Regions from separate parts of the Sus scrofa genome. Here region 2 is linked to region 1. Evidence: chromatin contacts called from public HiChIP or PLAC-seq data. All regions are on one chromosome and are shown on one strand. The core of a region is the stretch at or near the end of the contact, and the rest is flanking DNA. Distances in the headings are between cores, read along the strand shown. Region 1 holds the start of HORMAD1 (HORMA domain containing 1). Region 2 holds the start of MCL1 (MCL1, BCL2 family apoptosis regulator).

Region 1 (2,906 bases), core at 235-2,734:
CACCCACTCTGCCAGTGCTGAAATTACTTGTGATCTTATTTCAGGAAACCAATTTTACCTGAATTGTTTTTCTTTTTTTTTTCACCTCTAAAATAGGGTAATAGTTGTTTTCCTCACAAGGCTCTGGAAAGAAGCAGAGTAGGAGTAACTTAGAAGAATGAGATAGTGAGTAGGTAAGCTCATTGTAAACTGTTGACCTGAAACAATTCTTTATTTTTCCAGCAAAAATGGATTTATTTGGGATTAGCAGAAAATTTCAATTTGAGGTCTGCAACTGTGGCCAGCCATGTGCAAGTCCTTGCAGGGCACAGGAAGGAAAATGCTTTTATAAAGAGGAAAAGGAAGTTGGGAGGGCTAGAATAAACAAAGAGACTGTGGTTTTTCATTGGCTGAGTCCTTGCCAAGAAAGAAGAGTCTTTCCTGTTTGGCTCTGCTATCCCCCAGAGCATGAGAATTCCCCTGGATTCTATCTCTCTGTTTAATTTTTTTTTTTTTTTTTTTTTTTTTTGGTCTTTTTGCCATTTCTTGGGCCGCTTCTGCGGCATATGTAGGTTCCCAGGCTAGGGGTCATATCAGAGCTATAACCGCAGGCCTACACCAAACCCACAGCCACGCGGGATCCGAGCCGTGTCTGCGACCTACACCACAGCTCACCGCAACGCCGGATCGTTAACCCACTGACCAAGGTCAGGGCTCGAACCCTCAACCTCATGGTTCCTAGTCGGATTCATTAACCACCGCGCCACGACGGGAACACCTCTCTGTTTAATTTTAATTGAGGTTTCTGTTTAATTTTTGTACAAAACTTTAAGTGTGAGTGCAATATAAAGCAATATCTTTGACCCTGACAACAGTTCTAGTCTTCATTCTTCTCCTAATTGACTCTGGGAAAATCTTTTCATATCTTGGGTGGCTGTTTTCTAACTGGTAATTATCAAAATTAACGAGTAATTAATGTCTATACTATTAACAATTTATTTGGATATAAACAATGTGGAAAATACCAAGTTTGTATTACTAGCCAATCTCTAACCTACGAGCTCTGACGTTATTATTTTGCCTCTAAATGAGAATTAATTACATTCAAGCTATCACTGTCCCCACGAACATAGCACAGCAGAAACATCTAAGTAGGAGACTGCTAGAGCAGCCGGTTTTTTGAAGATATAGGAGGCTGTAAGCTTGGGAATGCAACATGTGGTAGATCCAATAACAGAATCAAAAATTAGAAAACAATCAGAAATTAATTAAATGGTGATTAAGAATGCTTTGGTCCCTATAGGAAGGCTACATATATACTGGGAGGGCATGTGGCTTTTCTACGCCAGAAACCGTCAGAAGCCGCTTTCAGGTTCTCGGGTTTCCCAGAGGCCCTTGCGCAGCTCTTGGCGGGGAAACGTGACCTGGCCCCAGGGGTCAAAGGGCTACTGTCGCTCCTCCACAGGCGACCGTTGAAGGAAGGAGCATGCGCATTAGGCAAAGCAGTTCTCCTGGTCGCTGCCGGGGGACCCTCAGGCGTTAGGTATTACATGTTTGTTTCCCTTTTGGTTTATTTTCTCTTTTTTTCTTTTCTTTCTTTCTTTTATTTTCTTTTTTGCTTTTTAATGTCTTTTTCTGTTGCCTTCACCTACTTTTAAGTTTTTTTAAGTTCTGAATGGTGAACTCTTCGGGCGGAAAATGCATAGCTACTTATTTTTCACAGGAGGTTCTTGAGTGTAGAGTAACTCTAGCATGTAGTCCAGGCTTTTTCAGGATAAATGTAAATGTTTACGATAAATAGATGCTTCTGTGAATTCTTCTAGATGAATCGTCTGGTTAAGAAAAATGAAATTGGAACCAAAAAAAATTGAGATGTACATCAGAATATTAAAGAACCAAGAAATCAGAATCAACCCCAAAAGTCCAGAATATTTTCTGTTGCTCTTTTATGGTGTTCCACAGAATAGGACATTATGTCACATCCAGAGCCATGTTCAAGTTCAGTGAAGGAAAGTTAACCTGATTTGGTCATTTTGAAACTACAAATTTAAAACAAAAATTAAAAGATTATTTTAAAGAATTTGACAGAGCCAGTTTTTCATTACCCACTTGTGCAATGTTGTTAATGTTTAAATACTGTGAAGAAAAATAAATTATGCTTTTTTAAAAAGGTCATTTAAAGAGTTCTCTTAATAACCATTCTATGTGAGGCTTGCTGGTCTTGCTAGGCTTAATATTAGCACTTGACTCAAAAGAGCTTTGGAGCAAAGTGAATCTGTTTTTGAAAATTCCATTTTAAGTAAAACAAACAAACCTTGTCATTTATTCACATAAAATTCTGACTTTACATATAATAAACCAGATTAGAGATAAAAATAAGATCTGAAGTTAAAGCTTGTATTTGTGTCACAAGGTTGAATTAAAGAAAATATCAGAAGATGGCCACTGCACAATTGCAGAGAACGTCCATGGTATGATTTCTTATATTTTAATTTTAATTTAGCTAATTTAGTTGTTTCTTGAAGTCTCAATTATTTTTTTTAATTATTACTATTATTATTATTTTTTTTTTTTTTTGTCTTTTTGCCTTTTCTAGGGCTTCTTCCTGCGACATATGGAGGTTCCCAGGCTAGGGGTCTAATCGGAGCTGTAGCCATCAGCCTACACCAGGGCCACAGCAATGCAGAATCCGAGCCATGTCTGCAACCTACACCACAGCTCACAGCAACGCCAGATCCTTAACCCACTGAGCAAGGCCAGGGATCGAACCCGCAACCTCATGGTTCCTAGTTGGATTTGTTAACCACTGCACCTCAACGGGAACTCCTCAATTATTTTTATGTTTGAAAGTTAGAGTCATCTCTGAAGGTTTAATGATATCAGTAAACTCCGTATTTTAAGAAATGAAAACATTTGCTAAACTAATT
Region 2 (2,906 bases), core at 164-2,663, 110 kb after region 1:
AAGTGAGGCTGGGAGAAGGGAATATGGGACGTTTAAGGATATAAAAGAAGGTGTTCAATAGTCATCTTGGATCACAGGAGAGTGAATCGATTAAGGAACTGCAATAGGATTACTGAACACTTGAGATTTCTGGCTATAAGCTTAAAGTGAAACCAGCAATGCACTTCCTTCTACAGCCTCTGAAGAAGAAACCGCTTTTGCACGCAAATTTGCTCAATCTCTTTCCCCTAAATAAAATCGCGTTCTAGAAAGCAGAGCAGAAAAAGCTACCTCTTCCATAAAGTCTTCCCCTAGCTCTCCTAGCCGAAAGTGAATTTTCCAGCCTCTTAATTCCAATATTAAGTTGTTGATGCCTCCTATATTCCATCTCACATTATGGTTTGTTGCTGTGCAAGATTTTACATTCCTTAAATAGATAAACCATTTCTTATTCACTACAACCGCAGGATGTTTCTCTCCAAACTTTCTGCCCCTTATTATAAAGCTCCATGCTTCTAGGTCTTGCCCAAATACATAATCCTGTGGTACAGGTGCCCTATTTCCTTATTAAAGTGATGTTTTCAGGAATAGGAACCATGCTCACCTTTCCTGCTTCTGTCCCTCAAATACTTTGCTCTTGAATTTTAGCTATTACTAATTTTACAGATCTTTTAGGAAAAACAGGTTGCTTCAATTAATGTTAACTCACATATATGGTATATAACAAGATCCATGTCCTTAAGGGGTTTACCCCTAGATTCAAATGTCTCTTATCAACGTAAGTGGTATCAAGAGTCTCAGAAGATGTAGTGAACGAGTAAGACATATATAAAAAGCATGAGAGAGATGGCGATGGGAGAAAGCAAATAGGGAGACAGGCATAAAATTTAGCTGGAGCAGAACAATTTCGCTTTGCGAATTTACGTAAAAATGATTCTATAGGTCAGTCCATGGAGCGTCCCCGTTTCCACACAATGTTGGAATGAGAGTACAGAGCTGAGGTTGCGCAAAATAACTACATTTTCCCAACAGTGTCCTCATATTCATCCATCCTAAGGCTGTGGTCCCGCATCCGTGGCAGAATTTACTCATCCCTCTTCCTCAATCTCCGAGTGACTCGAGGGTTAGGACTGTGGTGTGGGGGAAAAAAAAAACAACCCTCCGGTACAAAAGCAACAGAAGGGGCTTGCAAATCAGCACTCAGGGAAGCGACGAGGTAGCAATCCCCAGCCGGCCCAGACCGGCACGGGTGAAGAGCGCAAGCCCACCTTGCAGAGGGCTGGAGCCAAGGTTACGTAACGGGCCGCGAGAGGTTCGGAGAGCCGGAAGCCCCGCCCCCCGAACCGCCGGTTAGGTGCCGTGCGGTGCTGCATTCTCCGGAAGCTTCCGCCCCTTGCCCTTTTACGGGGGTTCAATTTTTTTTTTTTTTTTTTTAGAGAGTTGCTGACGCCACTGCGGACTGGTTCTAAAACTGCGATCTAGGAGTGCCTCTCTCAGACCTTACTTCCGCTTCCTTCCCGTAAGGAGTCGGGCCTCCCCCATTTTTCTGCCAAGGTGGTGGCGGCGGCGGCTTGCGATGTTTGGCCTCCAGAGAAACGCAGTAATCGGACTCAACCTCTACTGTGGGGGGGCCGGATTGGGGCCTGGAAGCGGCAGCAGCGCCTCCGCTCCGGGAGGCCGTCTCTTGGCTACGGGAAAAGAGGCCACGGCCCGGCAAGAGGTAGGGGGAGGGGAAGCCGGCATGGTGATTGGCGGAAGCGCCGGCGCGAGCCCCCCGTCCACTCCTGCGCCAGACGCCCGGAGGGTCGCGCGGCCCTCGCCCATTGGCGCCGAGGGCCCCGACGTCACCGCGACCCCCGCCAGACTGCTGTTCTTCGCGCCCACCCGCCTCGCGTCGCCGCCTGAAGAGATGGAATCCCCGGCCTCCGACGCCATCATGTCTCCCGAAGAGGAGCTGGACGGGTACGAGCCGGAGCCCCTCGGGAAGCGGCCGGCCGTCCTGCCCTTGCTGGGGTTAGTCGAGGAGGCCAGTAGTGGCCCCGGCACGGACGGCTCGCTCCCCTCGACGCCGCCCCCGGCAGAGGAGGAGGAGGACGAGTTATACCGGCAGTCCCTGGAGATTATCTCTCGGTACCTTCGGGAGCAGGCAACCGGCGCCAAGGACGCGAAGCCAATGGGCGGGTCTGGGGCCGCCAGCCGGAAGGCGTTAGAGACCCTGCGACGGGTCGGGGACGGGGTGCAGCGCAACCACGAGACGGCCTTCCAAGGTAAGGGGGTTAGTCGTGAAGGCTGCCCTGCTTTTTCTTTCTCTTTAGCTCTCTGGACTCACGCACCTTCGGTGGGTGGAAACCGAAACGAGTCCATGTTGAAACGACTCTTATCCCATTTCTGAAACCAGAATATTCTGGCCGTGAGTCATTGTTTCCGCCCACTTGATTCTTTTGGAAATGGCAGCTCTGTTCAAAGCCCGGAAAGGGTGGGATGTCAATTTTCAAGTGGGAACGGCCTAAATTCTATAGAGCTCAAATAGCGATTTCCCCCGTCGTGGGTGGGCAGGCGAATCGTGCCCTGGTTTAGACAAAGGAGGCGGTGAGAACCTGCATGCTTTTTTTCCTCTCAGGCATGCTTCGGAAACTGGACATCAAAAACGAAGACGATGTCAAATCTTTGTCTCGAGTGATGGTCCACGTTTTCAGTGACGGAGTAACAAACTGGGGCAGGATTGTGACTCTTATTTCTTTTGGTGCCTTTGTGGCCAAACACTTGAAGAGTATAAATCAAGAAAGCTGCATCGAACCGTTAGCAGAAAGCATCACAGATGTTCTCGTAAGGACAAAACGAGACTGGCTAGTCAAACAAAGAGGCTGGGTAAGTTTCATTTAAGGTTGAAAAGGGGACTTGAAGAAGTGGGGATGGAGTGGAGGGTT

The links. HiChIP or PLAC-seq counts read pairs in DNA pulled down with a chosen protein or histone mark.
Region 2: an H3K27ac HiChIP or PLAC-seq map of alveolar macrophages shows a contact between it and region 1. The contact joins the promoter of MCL1 here to the promoter of HORMAD1 in region 1. A contact is called at or near these places in 2 of 47 Hi-C or Micro-C datasets (embryonic fibroblasts and epiblast stem cells) and 1 of 2 datasets of contacts at active chromatin or transcription factors (alveolar macrophages).

Annotation. Positions count from the first base shown.
Region 1 is chr4:98,448,407-98,451,312 of Sscrofa11.1, forward strand. HORMAD1 (HORMA domain containing 1) reads left to right here and starts at 1,485. Exons shown (of 15, transcript NM_001194981.1): 1 at 1,485-1,522; 2 at 2,393-2,450. The coding sequence starts at 2,418.
Region 2 is chr4:98,560,679-98,563,584 of Sscrofa11.1, forward strand. MCL1 (MCL1, BCL2 family apoptosis regulator) reads left to right here and starts at 1,414. Exons shown (of 3, transcript NM_001348806.1): 1 at 1,414-2,246; 2 at 2,600-2,847. The coding sequence starts at 1,556.